Regions from separate parts of the Zea mays genome. Here regions 2, 3 and 4 are each linked to region 1. Evidence: chromatin contacts called from public Hi-C data. All regions are on one chromosome and are shown on one strand. The core of a region is the stretch at or near the end of the contact, and the rest is flanking DNA. Distances in the headings are between cores, read along the strand shown.

Region 1 (4,402 bases), core at 1,211-3,710:
TTGGAGTGAAGTCTAGAGCTCTTGTATTGAATGCAAATAGCTGAAAACTTGGATGTCTTGAATGGTGGTGGTTGGGGGTATTTATAGCCCCAACCACCAAACCAACCGTTGAGGTTGGGCTGCTGTCGATGGGCGCACCGGACACTGTCCGGTGCGCCAGCCATGTCACCCAACCGTTAGGGTTCTGACGGTTTCAACCGTTGGAGCTCTGACATCTTGGTGCACCGGACAGTCCGGTGCCGCACCGGATAGGCACTGTTCACTGTCCGGTGCGCCTATAGCGCCTGCTCTAACTTCTGCCATGAACTGTAGCTCTGTCAGGGCACTGTGCAGTCGACCGTTGCGCTGATAGTCGTTGCTCCGCTTGGTGCACCGGACAGTCCGGTGAGTTATAGCGGAGTGCGCCTGGAGAAACCCGAAGGTGAAGAGTTTGAGCTCGATCCTCCCTGGTGCATCGGACACTGTCCGGTGGCACACCGGACAGTCCGGTGCGCCAGACCAGGGTCCTCTTTGGTTTCTTTTTGCTCCTTTCTTTTGAACCCTAACTCGGATCTTTTTATTGGTTTGTGTTGAACCTGTGACACCTGTAGAACTTATATTCTAGAGCAAACTAATTAGTCCAATTATTTGTGTTGGGAAATTCAACCACTAAAATCATTTAGGAAAAGGTTTGACCCTATTTCCCTTTCACTTTGTCTTTTCTCGTAAAAAGCGAGACTCCACTGTAAATCTTCTCCCTTGATATATAAAGAGGAGGACGCTTCTTCCTCCGACACACGAGCACACCTATTGTAACACGCCTCAAAGCAATACTACGATCATTACTACACTGGACTTGGACGTGAGCCTGAACTTGTATAAACCCTCTGTCTCAACCCCACATTCGAGTCTCTATGACTCACCGTTCGGAGTGAGTCCGTGCTAGCATCCCCATCGAACACAAAATCTTATTATTCTCGGTTTTGGAAACCACTACAACTATAATTATACATAAATCTCTTCTATATATTCTACTATATAAGCATTAATTTTTAAAGTTGATTTGAACCATAGTTGTTGGTTCCAAACCTACATTCACAACCATCTAGTCAAGAGAACTCATATGTCTATGTTTATACCCTATATTTAAACATGAATGAAAATTGTGACAACACAAGTACTTTGCTAGTTTTTTATGTCACATCTAAACCAAATATATAACAAAGGTCATTTTGAATGCACTAGAGTTAATAGTTAGCTATTAAAATTGGTGAAGACATCCAAACAATATAGCTAATAGTTCAGCCGTTAGCTACTTTTAGCAAATTAGCTAAGAGCATCTCCAACAAATTAGCCAAATGGCTCGCCAAGACAAATTTTGGCTACTCAACAACAAAATAACTCTACAATAGACTAGCTATCTAACTCGACAATCTATTCGACTTTCCAAATTAGCTCCCTTAGTAGCCAAATTTGGTTAGTCACCTTACTAGTCAAACTAGATAGATAGTCACTTGGAGTGAGATGCTACATATAGAGTGTAATTTTTATGAAAAGATCAATAAAGAGCCAAAAACGAAGAGTTTTTTGAGATGCTCTAATAACTGGCTAGCTAATTCAACTAGCAATTTTTATCCAACTAACTACTCCATCCGTTCACAAATATATAACGTCGTTGTTTTTTTAAAACTTTGACCACTTATTTTATTAAAAATATCATGATTTATCAATTTTTGATTCATTTTATCACTTCAAGTTGTTTGATCTATACTTATGGGGTACTTAAATGCACCAGAGTTAATAGTTAATTGTCTAAATATGGGAAAATATCCTATGCAATCACTTATCCTGATGCAAGCATACAATCAAGCGATCTGGTGCATCTGATCTAGATCTAATGATGACTGTTATTTTATATTTAACTTCTTCCACCTAAAACATAGTACCTATTTTACTTTTAACCCCTTCCATATAAAACCGTTGGATCTAGATTTGATGCTCTGTATAGTTTGATTACACGCTTGCACCAAAATGAGTGATTGCACAGGATATGTCCTCTCTAAATATTGATAGTAGAATTAACAACTAATAAATAGCCACCTGACTATTATCTAATTTGATAAAAGGAGCTAATAACTGAATTATTAGTTAGACTATTTAAATGTTTTTAACTAATTTTAACAACTAACTATTAGCTCTATTGTATTAAGCACTCTCTTAAAAATTTTATATTTCCAAATAAATATTCTAAATACAACGAGTAAAAGCTATTCCAGCATTCCGCGCCTCAATGGCCATATCCCCCGCACCCGCAGGCCCACCGCTGTCTCTCACATCCCATGCACTTATCACAGATCACAGACAATAACGAGATAAGCAGATCGATAAGCCACCGTGCATATCAGACATAATAAAGCCTATAAATTAAAGATAATCGCTAACTCGGTGTCCGAACAGTTTATACTCCCCAACCTGGTTCGATAGTGATTTCATCTTCCTCTACCAGGCGGCTCCGTGGTCCGTGCTGATCAACTGCATCAAGGATCGTCGCCGGCGGCGCGCTGGCAGCAGTTCGCACGGCGAGATCGGATTGATCGAGATCTTCTAGGTGATCGCCATACTTCCCCGTCTAATTTTAGATGCATGTAGGTTTTCGCTGTTTATGTTTTACAGATCTGAAGCTGAGTAAAAATTATGGCAAAATCTTTACGCGGTTCCGTGGAGTTCCGTGCCCTTTCCCAGTTTTGAAATTTCTGCTCACAAGGCTGCCATGGCTTTGGATTTTCTCTCTCTCTTCTCCGATGGAAGACATTTCTTGGGAAAGCAGCGCTATTAGTACTAAACCGTTCTGGGCTTCCGGGCTCACCATGTCAGGCCTGGACCTGCGCTAGACCTCGAAGCCTCGATCGCACCGCATCTTCTCTCTCTGCTGCTGGTCCGCTCCGTCGCCGCCGACCCCGCCGCCAGCTTCCCCTTCCACCTAAAAGGACGACCTCTGGCCGCCCTTGTCCCGCCCCGACGCCTCGGTTTCCACTGCATAGGCGTGGTGCGGCGATCCGTCCGGGCCTAGGGTTGCGGTAAGGAACCCTAACTTGCTTCGATGTTTTTTTCCTCTGAGATTTATTTGTCGTGGGAGATCTCTCGCTCGCCATGGGCAATCAGATCCTAATTCTCCGGGGGAGAAGCGGGGGAGCTCTACTCTTGACTGCGCCCTGGTACTGTGCAGAGAGACACTATAGGGTACGACCCTAGGAGCATCCGCCTCCACGTGGGTGAGGCGGAAGAGGGAGGATGACATCGCTCAGCCGTGAGCTGGTCTTCCTCATCCTGCAGTTCCTCGATGAGGAAAAATTCAAAGAGACAGTCCACAAGTGAGTGATTTGAATCAAAGGTGAAAATGGACTTGTCTTTAGTGTCTATTTCTTGCTCAGTTGTCGCTCCTGTTGCTGTTCAGGCTCGAGCAGGAGTCCGGATTCTATTTCAACATAAAGTACTTTGAGGACGAAGTCCTCAATGGGAATTGGGATGAGGTGGAGCGCTACCTTGGTGGATTCACCAAGGTTGACGATAACCGCTACTCCATGAAGATATTCTTTGAGATCCGGAAGCAGAAGTATCTGGAGGCTCTTGATAAGTAAGTAGAGAGGGATTGTGCAGCATTGTTTATGGCACTTGAGTGGAGTGCCTTTCTGACCAGGGGTTTCTTTGCTTTCATATCAGGCATGATCGGTCAAAGGCTGTTGAAATCTTGGTCAAGGACCTTAAGGTCTTTGCATCCTTCAATGAGGAGTTGTTCAAGGAGATCACACAGCTTCTAACCTTGGAGAATTTTAGGTAAAGAGCTGACTGGCCAGCCTTGTTTTTTGTATGCATCATTATTATCATGGCTTTTAGCTGTTTCTGTATTGCTCAGCGACTGATTTCTGATTTTCCTTGTTATTAGGGAAAATGAGCAGCTCTCGAAGTATGGTGATACAAAATCTGCAAGACAAATAATGCTTGCTGAGCTGAAGAAGCTGATTGAAGCTAATCCCTTGTTCCGTGACAAACTACAATTTCCCAGCCTGAAGACTTCTAGGTTGCGGACACTTATTAACCAGAGGTAGCCCCATGTAAAAGAATTATCCCTGTGCTCTTTACTTTCAGCCATTACAGAATTTTGTTTCTTTCTGTAAGCTTCCACTTATGCAAGTGACGATAGAGCCTTATCAACTGAAATGTTTTAGATTAGTTTGCCTGGATACAGTGGAAGGTGGAACTAGTATGTGATTCATATACATGTATACTGCCGCAGGTTGCCATTTATTTAATACAACAGTACATGTGTACATAATAAAAGGGGAGCCTTGGCGCAGTGGTAAAGCGATGTTTTGTGACCAGGAGGTTGCGGTGCGGGTTAGACTCGTGGAAACAGCCTCTTGCA
Region 2 (4,402 bases), core at 1,199-3,698, 510 kb before region 1:
CTTGCATTGCAGAGAACACTCGGGCTGCCTACCCGATCGAGTACATCCCCAACGCCAAGATACCATGCGTCGGCCCGCACCCCAAGAACGTGATCCTCCTGGCGTGCGACGCCTTCGGCGTGCTCCCGCCGGTGAGCAAGCTGAACCTGGCGCAGACCATGTACCACTTCATCAGCGGCTACACCGCTCTGGTCGCCGGCACGGAGGACGGCATCAAGGAGCCGCAGGCCACCTTCTCCGCCTGCTTCGGCGCGGCCTTCATCATGCTCCACCCGACCAAGTACGCCGCCATGCTCGCCGAGAAGATGCAGAAGTACGGCGCCACCGGGTGGCTCGTCAACACCGGCTGGTCGGGTGGCAGGTACGCACGCGGCACGACCGTCACGGTTTGGTTTGCTTCCGGCAGTTGCACACAGCTCGTGTTCGGTATGGGAAACCGTAGGTTTCATTGTGGGACGGTCGCTTTTGCTTGTCAGGTACGGCGTGGGCAAGAGGATCAGGCTTCCCTACACCAGAAAGATCATCGACGCCATCCACTCCGGCGAGCTCCTCACCGCCAACTACCAGAAGACCGAGGTGTTTGGCCTGGAGATCCCCACTGAGATCAACGGCGTGCCGTCGGAAATCCTCGACCCGATCAACACCGTATGCTCTGAGTCTCACCTCACGAGCTCGCTTCATCAGTCATCTTGAACTATACACCCTGTTGATAATAGAACAGAACACTGACCAATCTCGAACTTGACAAATGCTGTATATATGCAGTGGACGGACAAGGCCGCGTACAAGGAGAATCTCCTGAGGCTCGGCGGGCTCTTCAAGAAGAACTTCGAGGTGTTCGCCAGCTACAAGATCGGGGACGACAGCAGCCTGACTGACGAGATCCTCGCCGCAGGCCCCAACTTCTGAACTAAAGCAATGGATCCGGATGAATAAAACGATGGCGTGCGTGCGTGGGTGCGTGTGAAGATGATTACGACGACGACGACGAAAAAAAAGGTGTTGGATCGATGAGCCAACATAGTAATAGATTAGCTGGGTATTGTCATGGGTGCGTCTGGTGTTGTTATCTATAAGGCTGTCTGCCTGTCTCAAGCAGCTATCATATTCTATTTCAAATTCTATTCTGTAAGCGTGTAGTTCAAAACAATGCTTTACACAACCATATGCACAGTCTATCTAAGGTTGGTCTGTTCTATCAGCTTGTTGGGAAAAGTTTGCGTGTGCTTGTATCTTGCCCCCTGTACTCTCTCTGGTTTCTGAATTTGAATACGAAACAGCTTGATCGCAATCACCATTGGTTCGGTGTGTGTGTGTGTGTGTCATGGCAGGAGAGTAGCAATTGATTCTGCCTGGAACTGTCATAGTTTGAGGCCATCGGTACGAAAAGCTCCATATTGGTGTCATTGGACCCATGTGCTCAATATCTCATTATCTCATGCCTCTTCTCGAACACAACATGGAAGTGCCACATTGACTAGTTGAGACATGACGCTGTGTAAATCCATTGAAGTTCAGTTGAACCATGAACGGATTGAAAATCATTTGCCAACAAATGGCGGCCACACTGCTTGGACAAAACAACAAGAACTCGCATGCTATATGAACTTTCCTTTCATTCAATGTGATGCCATGGCACGAGCATACCTGGGCGGCTGTTGGTCTTAAGAGCTCAAGTTCAGCGAGTGATAATTCAGTTTAAGGGCTAGAGTTTGGTAACCCTATTTTTTTAAGGTTTTTCATTTTCCCAATGTAAATTAGTTTACTTTTCTTTAAAAAAATAAGAATTCTTTGAGAAAATGGAGTTGCCGAACTAGCCCCAAGAGGTGACGCTGCAGCCTGCGAGGTTGACTTTGATATAACTACAAACCTTTTTGTTTTCACATTCACATCCGCAGTCTACACCTAACTGACTTTTTTTCTAGGATCAATATATTTTGTTGATGAGAGGATTGAAAGCGACCTTGTCTGAATACTGTACCCCAATCCCAATGTGGTAGGCGCTAGTAGTTTTACACGGGTGCCTCAGGTTATGAACATCATGTTTAGCACAGCTGGATTTTAAACTCTATCGCCTTTCTTTTATGCAGAAGACATGTACATAGCATGGTTACTCCTTTCTACAATTCTCCACTGGAGGTATTAACTTGAGTTAATCTGATTACAATATAAACTCAACAGAAACAAGTGACTACAATCCTAATCCAATCTTTTAAAAAATGTCTCAAATCATAGAATAGATCTGCCACCTTTCAGGGAAGCTTTGATCTTTAGAACAACTTCAGTCCTTCACTTCGCGTATGTTAGCAATCAGTATGATCATTTTCTTTCGTCTTCAGACCAGGTCAGTTGCCAGCTTCAGTTTCGAACTCCGATAGCTCCCTCTGAAGCTTCATCGCGTTGGAGCTCTGATGATTAACGTTGCGATCGACATCGATCATTGCGAGGGCTCACTGTGGTCATGCTCCTCGTCATCTTCACTAGAAGATGACATAGCAATGGCTGGAGGAACTAGAGGTGCTAGGTTGTTTGAAGGAAGTTTCGCTATTATGGCCCCTCCAGATCTGATTTTGGATTCAATGGCACTAATAAGCGAAGCTGCATCTTCAAGAGGAACAGCACGAGCACCACAAGCAAGAGCTGTAGCATGAACTATAGATTTGGGGACTGTTCCTTGGTTCTTCAGTTCAGACAGAACACCTCCAAATGGACCTAAAGCACAAATACCTTTTTGTGTCTGTCTTATGGGTTCTGCAGGGCAGTATGAAATTGGAACTGCTTCAATAGGTGCAGCCAACAATCTATATGGTCCTTCTGTGATCCAGGAAAAATGAACAGGTATCAGAATAGTACTCTAATGGCAGATAACGATCCATCAATGTGCTAAATTTTCCACTGGCCATCTTGTATTAACCTTAGTCCTATGCTTGCTAAACAAATAAAACTGTTGGAATCTGAATTGAACAAAACAATTGGGGTTCAGATGGTGACACAATGCATCAATTGTCCTAATAGAAGTGCACAATGGGATTATGGGAACGTCAACACAGATCTGAAATAATTGAAGCAATGGGCTACTTTCAAGAACCACTGCACGCATATGTATACATTGGACTAAAAATCTGGAAATTCTTCTGGTCACAAAAAATGCTGAATATAACCATTTGTATATATAATAAACCGTTCTAAACCTTCCATGGTAATATGTTCAGTTTAATTTGCAACAGCAGAGCATGGAAGTAATCAACAGATAAGCCATTTAAAAGCTTTCAAACTCATACAGCAATGGAGAAGGAATTGAGCTATTGACATGGTGCTATCAAGAAGCCTGAGTTGATTAGAGATACCTGTAGAAGATCCAGGTAAGCTCTGCGTCACAGGCATGCACAGTGCAAGAGGTATCGCAGGAATAGCAACCATGGTATCTTTAGAAGATCCATGGATACCTTGCTCCTTTCCATGGATGAGTTGATTAAAACAAGTGTTCTGTGGTTCCAGCAACAAATAAGCATCTTCTGGTCCAAAATGAAATACCAAAAAATGCTGGATCCATGCAAAGGACATAAGTAAGCATGTAACAACTTACCTGAGATTTTTCTGAAGAGGTTTTCTTTGTGTTCTTAAAATGCATAAAAGAACTTTCTGATGCATGTGTACTTTCACTCTCTGTTTGATGGAATAAGCAAGTCATGAAGAAAACAATAGTTGTATAAAGGCATTTGATTAATTGATCATTACCATAGCATATTTACCATTTGTGGGGAAACCTCCTGTTAGAGGAGCAGTATCGACACCGCTATATAACCTTGAATCAGTCAAAATGTCGGTTGGTATCAGCAGAAGATTTGATGCAGAATCTTGAAGAGGCCTGGACCCAGGAGATGTTCTTGTCAGTTCAACCTGATTTGAACATTGCAAAGCACTCATACTTTTCTCCTGTAAGACATCATGTTTGCTTTCTCTAACGAAACCACAATGTGACAATGTTGGACGACTCCTTTTGACTTCAGCAACCTTTTCTGCAGCCTCTTTTAAGGCAGAAACTGCCACATGGTAAATTTCTTCTGTGACTGAACCTTCTTTTGCAAATTTTATGGCCTCCTGGCATAAGTTGTTATAAAGTATAGTGAGGGAATCTGCAGGATTACATTGGGTTCCTGCACTGTATCCTTCATTTTTTACTTCACTAGGATGTGCACCCTTTGCAGCTAAATCGACAATTTCTCCAGAAGTAATGTTTGAGGTACTAGGGACCATTTTAGAATATGACAGCGAATGATTATGCTCCTTCTCAAATTTCGAAACCATCCACTTTCCAGAGTTCATCTTTTTCACTACAATCATAGCTTTGCAACCAACTCTAGTTATCATTCTTGGGCGCTTTGTTTTTCCTTCATCTGTC
Region 3 (4,402 bases), core at 561-3,060, 330 kb before region 1:
ATCCAACTTCACGAGGTCTCCTACCACATAGGACAAATCACCACTAATATAAACTTCATGTGGGCCTCAAGCCCATCTCACTTGATGCACAATCCATCACATTACCTGATAGACCCTTGGTGAATTGAACTACGGGTATCTAATACGGAATTCTGCTTGTGTGTTTGACCTCGTAAAATGGTCCGCTTGAAAGACTTTCACGAAACAATGCCACCAACATCAGATAACTAGTTTGTATCATAATCCCTCTAGTATCCTCGGGTACTCGGTGCAGTGAATGTCATAGCTCATTGTACATTTTAAATAACACACTACTCTCTCGAGTGTACGTTAGTGATCATCTTCTGAATTCGACACAGAAAATGGCTAAACCTTGTAGTGAATAACTCAATTGATCCATGCTATTCTTTGCTTTTTTTTACTTAATAACACAGTAGGATCATAAGGTGCAAGAGCAGGTTGACAGTCACAAAACTCAAAACGACTCAAAAACTTTTTGTGCGTAATGAGATTGCACATGTGTAAACCCACCATTATCTTCTCTCACCAAGTGTAACTCCATCGTTTTCTATCGGCTGCTTGCTATTAAGAATAACATCATTTTTTATTGTCAATATTTTATTTCAAAACCATTGGGTAAAAGGTACTTTGCTGTTTTGCTTTATCATATTAAGATCAGTTACAAAATTTGGCATATCATCAACATAAACAGAACTTTTATTTTCATCGTACGTACCAATAGTATATACATTTATCAGCTTTATTCACGGTAAAATTGACAAATATTTATTTAGTTTAATGGTATCAAATCAGCGAGACAGCGCCGTCCGGTTCGTTTTTTTTTTACTTTAGGACCCACCAAACTAGTGCTAGCACAGTAGTAGAGCGCTCCGCGGCGCAGAGGGCAGAGCAAGGTAGACAAGCGACAACGCCGGTCGGTCACGGCTCACGACCCGTGTCTGTCGGTGGACCACTCGGCCGGCGGCAGCGGCACCGAGCCGAGAGCTTGGACCGCGATCGGGTTCTCTCTTCCCATTTTCAACCCGATTTATTTATTCTTGCGATTGCGAACGCGAGAGGCCACACGAATGCGGTGCGCGGACGACACATGCGGCGGGGAGCGGACAGCGTCACTGCGGGTGTGTGCGAGTGCGAGTGCGAGTGCGAGCAATAAAGATGTGGCAGGCACCCACGCCGTGTGTACCACCCAACCATCGCGCGCGCCACCATCAACTTCGTACTGGCCGTCTCCCTCTCCTCCATTTCTTCTCCTTCTCGCCGCAGCAGCCAAGCAGACTTGGCCCTGCTCCATCCATCCCACACAGCGCCAGCATTTGCTGTTGCTTGCGAGTAGCGGCGGCCCTCTTTTTGCTTGCCCCCCAGAGGGCCTTATTTTAACCACGGCGCGCCGCGCGCTGGCGCACTCAGGAGGAGCATAGGCTGCATAGCATCCACGACCCCCATCTCCCACGCCCACCGCCACAACACGCCGCGCGGCAAAGAAACAACGCCAGAAAGCGATCGGATCGGATCCGGATCGGCAGCAGTCAGTGCAGTGCATCCAGAGCGGCAGAGCCCCGTCGTCCCGTGGCCGCCAGGTCGATCCCCCAGCGGCCGGCCGGCCGGCCAGTCCAGGCCCTCCCGCGCGGGGAGTTTTCCTTTTTCTTAATTTTCCTTCCCCTGGCGTGCCGCCCCCACCACGTAGCGAGCAACTCCTCCCCGCGCTCATCGCTCACTCCACCTCCAGGCTCCAGCTACTACTAATACCCGGGCGGTGCGAAGCTTTGCCTTTAGGCTTTAGCTAGTACACCGAACGCGCCAAGTCCCGGAGGCGGAGGCGGTGATCTTTGTTCGTTTCCTCGCCTCTCCTCCCCTCCCCTCTCCTCTCCTTTCATTCCCTGTCCCGTGGGCGGCAATGGCGGGCACCGCGCGGATTCTTCCTGCCGCCGCGGCGGCGCTGCTGCTGCTGCTCTGCATCGCGGGCGGCGCGCGGGCGGCCAACGTGACGTACGACCACCGCGCGCTGGTCATCGACGGCGTGCGGCGCGTGCTCGTCTCCGGCTCCATCCACTATCCGCGGAGCACACCCGACGTGGGCATACTTCCTCTCTCTTTCTCTATTACTCCACGCCCCCTCCCACCCAGCGAGTGTACGTACTGACGCGCTGTTGGCATGTCGTCGGCAGATGTGGCCGGGGCTGATCCAGAAGGCCAAGGACGGCGGTCTGGACGTCATCGAGACCTACGTCTTCTGGGACATCCACGAGCCCGTGAGGGGACAGGCACGTACAAATACATACATACATCATCAGTTCATCACCCACCTCGCAGCGCTCTCATTCTTCTCTGCAGTGATACCTTCTCTTCTCCGTCGTCTATTTACTTTTTCCTAACCATCTAATCTTATGCTCCTGCCATGCCATGCCATCATCGTCTGTCGGTGTTGGCGTTTGCTTCCTCTGCACCCTATGCTTTATTCTCTTTAATCACCTGCTCCTGTTTCTTTGCTTCTCGTGCCGTGCTGTTATTGCCTCTCTTTTTTTACACCAAGCCTGACGGCAACGAGGTTCACCGACATGGCAGTACGACTTCGAGGGCCGCAAGGACCTGGCCGCGTTCGTCAAGACCGTCGCCGACGCCGGCCTGTACGTGCACCTCCGCATCGGACCCTACGTCTGCGCCGAGTGGAACTACGGGTCAGCAGCCTCACCTCATCACTCCTCACTCAATTCAGTAGTGGCCTGCCCTCACCTCATCACCACCCTGCAGAGGCTTCCCGCTGTGGCTGCACTTCATCCCCGGCATCAAGTTCCGCACCGACAACGAGCCTTTCAAGGCGGAGATGCAGCGCTTCACAGCCAAGGTGGTGGACACCATGAAGGGGGCGGGGCTGTACGCGTCGCAGGGCGGGCCCATCATCTTGTCCCAGGTCCGGCCTGAGGTCCATCCCGTGCTTAATTGGCTACCGTGTCTGTTCATGCCATGTGCGTCCTGACCCGGGCACGGCGTGGCTGTGGCAGATCGAGAACGAATACGGCAACATCGACTCGGCGTACGGGGCGCCCGGAAAGGCGTACATGCGGTGGGCGGCCGGGATGGCCGTCTCGCTCGACACCGGCGTGCCCTGGGTCATGTGCCAGCAGGCCGACGCGCCGGACCCCCTCGTACGTGACGTGACGTGACCCGACCCCACCTCGCCCCGATCAAATGCCTCTCTGCTTTTGATCGAGATGGACCCGCCTGACCACCGCCAGAGGTGAATGCATTGCAGATCAACACCTGCAACGGCTTCTACTGCGACCAGTTCACGCCCAACTCCGCCGCCAAGCCCAAGATGTGGACCGAGAACTGGAGCGGCTGGTTCCTCTCGTTTGGCGGCGCCGTCCCCTACCGCCCCGTCGAGGACCTGGCCTTCGCCGTCGCCAGGTTCTACCAGCGCGGCGGCACCTTCCAGAACTACTACATGGTACCTTTTTTCCCCCCTACTCAGTGTTCTTAAGGCGCTTAGACGAGCAAGTGGATCAGACAGGCGCCTTAGCGCCTAGGCGGGAATGGCCTAGGCGGGAATGACGAGTAAGGCGACCAGTTTTGCCCGGGCGCCTGGACGCCTAGGCGACGCCATAAGAACACTGCCCCTACTGTACTACATCATGCAAGATAGATAGATACTTCATCCATTCTATGAACTATTAAGACATTTCAACTTTTCTATGTACATAGCTAGCTATCCACTTAAATATATATACTATGTCTAGATAACTAGATTTGTATATGTTCAGTATATAAAAACAACCAAAACGTCTTACAAACTGAAACTTGAAACTGATCAGAAGAAATATTTGCCCTCCCGTTTTGCCATGACAGCTGTCGTGCGTGCCCATTGATGCTGCCAGTCGGGCCTGCACTACTGATGCAGCATTTCTAACTCTGAATCTTGCCGTTGCAGTACCATGGAGGGACCAACCTCGACCGCAGCTCGGGGGGGCCCTTCATCGCCACCAGTTACGACTACGATGCCCCCATCGACGAGTACGGTAAGTAGCTTCCGGTTTGCCTCGGCAGCTCTGCTTTCATTTTGAGCTCGTGAACCTCCTTCGACATGCATGTATGGTTCCTTCGACATGCATGTATGGTTCCTTCGACACTGCTGCAGCAGTGTTATGACACTTTCAGGTACAACATTTCATCAATTATATGTGGCTACTAAAAAAAAAGATCGTGTTCAAATCCTTGTGTACGATGCCTTAACTACTCCCACCAACCCACGGTAGGCATTATTTCTCCGCTATACAAAGTACCATTGTCGGGCGTCACCTCCGTTCACCTCTCCCCACTTCCTACATTTGAATGGTAAAAAATCTAAAATCATATACAAATGGAGATTTGGACCATGGTTGTTGAC
Region 4 (4,402 bases), core at 1,197-3,696, 260 kb before region 1:
ATTAAGATGGAGAGAACAGTTATTTAGAAATTTATTCAATCTTATAAAAACTCCATTATATACATAGTCACGGTTTATTTATAAGAGCATCTCCAGTAATGCCTCAAACTAGTGGCTCAAATTAAAATATATGGCTCTACGCAGAAAAAACTATTCTAACAATACCTTATTTTATAAAAGTTGGTTAAAAAATTATAGAAAACTCTCTTAAGTGCCTTAAATATACTATATCGTAGTGGATTGACCTATAATTTAGATTTGAGGCTTTTCTATATATTAACCGTGGGCGCAAAGCTCCCACCAGATTCGTCCACGTCGTCAGTTTCATTAAACACAATTCGATTTTCATCGAACGACAACTGGCTCGACGTTTGGATGGCTCCCAGCAACGCGACGCTTCTAGCCTCTTCTATCTTCTTCCAAGTCCCACCCCGACTCCGCCACCGCATCTCTCCTCCAATGCTTCGTGGTGTCTCTCACCTCCCGCCGCTACCCCACCCATGCCGCCGCAACAGATCATGCCACCCTCCTACGGCCCCACCTCTATCTCCCTTCCTTCTCCCACCGCATCCCCCCGTTTGTCAGCCCATCGTTAGCTCCACCTTTGATTTTTGTCTTCTGACTGCTACGGTATGCATTGCCTTCTTGCTCGACAACGTGATGTCATCGTCGTCCTCGCCCGTGCTGGACGCGTCGTTGTTGCTCCTAACGAGGATGATGAACTGGAGCACGACCGATGTTGAGGTGCATTCCTCCTCCGTCGGCGCGGGTCCACAGCTCGCCGCCACTACCTCTGTGTTCAACACTGACGACTCCGACGACCCTGAATCGCTCGCCTCCAGCTCCACCAGCTTCTACGACAACGACAACGACACCTTGGCCACGCTCAGTACTAGCTCCATCTCTTTCCTGTTTTGTAATGGAGTGCAAGGAGCCAACAATATGATATGCTACCTTCTCCTATTTGAACCTACGTATATACATTCTCTATTTGCTGACGTCAGGTGCACCAGCCACGTTAGATGAGCCGAAGGCGTTCGGCGAAATGCCTCGCCTGAATAGCGCGCTGTCTGCTGGAGCAGTGGAGCCTAGAGCCTCTTGGTTCCATGAGGTGACATGATTTGAAATGGTTTTCGAATTATCAAAATCAATTTGTTCCTCAACGCAGGTTATGTTCCTAAGCTTCGATTAACTCGGTCCTGTTCCAGTCCATCAAGAAGGACGTAGAGAGCATGGTGGTTGAGCCCTACATCACATAGTTCTAGGCATCTGGCTACCATTTCTTTGAGGCGTTCACCATTTTCATCACAGAAATACAGCTTGGGTGCCTTCTGCTTTTGTTGATCTCAACATACATATGTCTTTCGATGATGTCAAGACTGTCCAGTCCAGTACTCCAGTCTATCATTGTCGTTGGAGAATAAATCGTTTTTTCTACTTATTGCATTCTGTATATCGCGTCGTCCAGTGTGAAATAAAGCAGGACATTGTGTTTCTTCAATTAATCCATGCATTATGTAGGACAAGAATCCATGTGTTCTAAACATGTCCAAGAGTTGACCAGATTAAATATTTTCGTCAACCAGCGACACTCACACAAAACTGATATTGAACAACAGTGATGTGCTTACATTGGTCCTTGCCTTGATGCTGCAACAGGAGATAAAAAAACTGTGTTTATTCATCCTACATATCTATAACAATAATTTATTGATTATGTAAGTGTATTAATTAAAGACTTGCGTAAGACGAGAGCCAAAAAAAATGGCCAACAACACTCACACAAAACTGATATTGAACAGCAGTGACATGCTTACTCGCGCAAGACGCGAGCCAGTTACTAGTTATTACTAAAGCAGAATATTTTTGTTGGGCCCTAACTTCTATAAAATATATTTATTTTTAAATTATAAGACACTGTTCGTTTCTGTCGGATTGCACCCGGAATCGTTCCAGATAATCAAAGTTTATATAAATTAGAGAAGCAATCCGGTTAGGAATCGTTCTCACCCACTAATCTGGCACAAACGAACAAGACCTAAAGCATTTTTATATGTCATGTTGTTGGAGCTAAGAACCACATTTGTTTTACCTTCTGCGTAAGTAACGCTTTGGTCACAATATTACACACGTGGTTCTTTAGAAGTTCGTCCTATACCTCAGACTGAGAGCGAAAAAAAATCCATGTCAACTCGCGCTTCAGTCGGAATAGGACTATAGGAGTATACAAATACAAGATCACACACGGTTGATAGATTTTTTTTGCCGTAAGTCGCGCATGCATGTAAAAAACAACATGCATGTGGAGAAAATGATGAGGACCTCATGGTAATTACATTTTCTTTGCGTGTGCTAAATCTTAACCACCGGAAAAGCAACGGAGGACAGTGGTGGTGCTTTCCGCGCAACCCTCCATTATAACGCCCAAAATACAGGCGGAAAAGCAAGAAGCGTGACCACTTCCTTATCGTCTCCTCCTTTCCTCCCCTCAACTCCAATCGAATCGCTCGAACCATTCCCAGGTTTGTGCGTCGATCTAGGCTTGCGCGAGGATCCAATTGCATCCCGCTCCCCTTTGAGCTTGTGATCTTGGGAGCCGGAGTTCTTCGCGAGCCTCCTCCCACCCCCACCCCCACCCCACCCCCCGATTTCTTTTGGTTTATTTGTGCGAGTTTTCTCAAGAGCAGAAAAGGCTGTTTGCAATTCCGGTGCACTCAGGCCTCAAGATCCAACTCTGAGGCCTTTCCCGCGCTATCCGCATCGATCTACGCAAGAGGATGGGCAACGCGGGTAGCAACGGTGGAGGCGCTGCCGCTGGTCACCGCCGTCGGAGCTCCGGCCACGGCCACCACCACCAGGCGCCGCCGCCTCACCAGCCGCAGGAGACTGCGGCCAACCGCTACGTGTTCGCGGCCGCCACGCCGTACCCGCCCCAGTACCCTAACCCCAACCCGCCGCAGTACTACCCGCAGTACGGGAACTACTACCCACCACCACCACCATCCGTGCCGGTGCCCCTTCCGGCGCCGTACGACCACCACCACAGGCCACCCACCGCCGCCCCCGGCGAGTTCCCGCCCCCGCCCCTCACCCACCCCCACCACTACCCTGGCTGGGCTGGGCGGTATCCCTCCTACGGACAACATCTGCCTATGCCCACTCCCTACGTTGAGCACCAGAAGGCCGTCACTATCCGCAACGACGTCAACCTTAAGAAGGAGACGCTTAGGATCGAGCCTGATGAAGAGTGCCCTGGCCACTTCCTCGTTGCCTTCACCTTTGACGCCACGGTCGCTGGCAGGTGATTATTCACTCATTCAGTCCACTTAACATCAAACATGTTGTATTCTAATTTGTATTTCATGTTTGCATGTGAATCTCCTTCCCTGGTATCTATTCCATTTGTTCCAAAGTATTTGACGTTTTGACTTTTCTAGATACATGGTTTTTGCTACGCGCTTTGATGTACACTATGTTTAGATACACAATAACATCAATGTATGTTGAAAAGCCAAAACGTCTTAAAATTTGGAATGGAGGGAGTACTTTACTAGGACATGTATGGAATTGCTGCAATCTATATTGTTTTGTTTTGTGTATAGATGCATATTGCTTTGCTTTGTATATTGATATAATGATGTTGATGGTTTGAGGAATCTGTCTCTTGTGTTGGTAATGCTTTCAGTCCTTGAGGTTGGAGACCTGTTTTAGTTTTCGTTGACCTTTGTTTATTTGTTGACTGAAAATTCTGTTTGTTGTAATGAACAAAAGAAACTAGAGAGAACTATATAAAGGGAGTACCCTTTCCCTCTTAGAGACTTGTTCTTTATGGAGGCATACAACCCAACAATAAGTTCTCCATTACGCATTAAACTATCATAGTATTGCCTTAGGTGGTGTTTGTTTGGGATTATAAGTTGTCCAGATTATATAATCCAACAAATTTTGTTTGGCATTAAACTAGAGAGACCTGTAGCTTCTCCTCTTTTCCCAATCCAAGTATCTATCTATCCTTGTTAGTAGATTAGTGTTAGCCTGTGCAAAGGACTTTGCAGTATTCTAGCTCTAGATATGACCGTCTGCATAAGTTCTATGCTCTATACCTGTATGATGAGTCTGCCATGGAACTTGATTGGAGATCTTTTCTCGGTAATTTTTTTTGAAATTTTGATGTCAACCGTCGAGTTTACACTAGATGCCCTGCTATCAAATGAATTGTCAGCAATAAGCAATTAGCATTATAGATTGTGTATGCGCTAATATATATCACTTTTCTTCTCGTGTATCATTTCATTTTCATTGATTCTTAACTTGATTGGCCCTGCATTTAAATATTTTCTTCATTACCAGGCATGTACTAAATACCTGACCTTTTCAACAACCTCAGGTGTTGTAGGGCAGC

The links. Hi-C and Micro-C count contacts between places; a contact is called where the count stands out from the background.
Region 2: a contact with region 1 is called in a Hi-C map of root tip, with 2.9 times the contacts expected there. The contact joins the enhancer-like site here to the promoter of LOC100276114 in region 1. A contact is called at or near these places in 2 of 25 Hi-C or Micro-C datasets (root tip and tassel).
Region 3: a Hi-C map of tassel shows a contact between it and region 1, with 2.8 times the contacts expected there. The contact joins the promoter of LOC100279948 here to the promoter of LOC100276114 in region 1. A contact is called at or near these places in 2 of 25 Hi-C or Micro-C datasets (ear and tassel).
Region 4: a contact with region 1 is called in a Hi-C map of endosperm, with 4 times the contacts expected there. The contact joins the promoter of LOC103633744 here to the promoter of LOC100276114 in region 1. A contact is called at or near these places in 2 of 25 Hi-C or Micro-C datasets (ear and endosperm).

What each region holds. Positions count from the first base shown.
Region 1 is chr1:35,180,463-35,184,864 of Zm-B73-REFERENCE-NAM-5.0, reverse strand. It overlaps LOC100276114 (topless-related2), which reads left to right and starts at 2,460. Exons shown (of 28, transcript NM_001319213.1): 1 at 2,460-2,587; 2 at 2,854-3,056; 3 at 3,206-3,350; 4 at 3,434-3,613; 5 at 3,700-3,813; 6 at 3,923-4,081. The coding sequence starts at 3,271.
Region 2 is chr1:35,689,022-35,693,423 of Zm-B73-REFERENCE-NAM-5.0, reverse strand. LOC541622 (phosphoenolpyruvate carboxykinase) reads left to right here. Exons shown (of 11, transcript NM_001348550.1): 9 at 13-361; 10 at 477-645; 11 at 766-1,200. The coding sequence ends at 909. It also overlaps the pseudogene LOC103633754. Among protein-coding and RNA genes, the nearest start is that of LOC541622, 5.2 kb to the left of the region's middle. Within about 2 kb of position 2,448, at least 2 of the 20 cell types and tissues checked have an H3K27ac peak or open chromatin away from gene starts, as enhancers often do. A contact at or near this core is called in root tip, where this site is marked.
Region 3 is chr1:35,513,090-35,517,491 of Zm-B73-REFERENCE-NAM-5.0, reverse strand. LOC100279948 (beta-galactosidase) reads left to right here and starts at 1,810. Exons shown (of 17, transcript NM_001152898.1): 1 at 1,810-2,092; 2 at 2,187-2,282; 3 at 2,584-2,696; 4 at 2,770-2,929; 5 at 3,021-3,164; 6 at 3,272-3,466; 7 at 3,947-4,034. The coding sequence starts at 1,916. It overlaps LOC118473513 (a long non-coding RNA gene), which reads right to left. Exons shown (of 2, transcript XR_004853089.1): 2 at 3,678-4,147.
Region 4 is chr1:35,442,958-35,447,359 of Zm-B73-REFERENCE-NAM-5.0, reverse strand. LOC103633744 (probable E3 ubiquitin-protein ligase LUL2) reads left to right here and starts at 2,446. Exons shown (of 3, transcript NM_001347003.1): 1 at 2,446-3,301. The coding sequence starts at 2,778.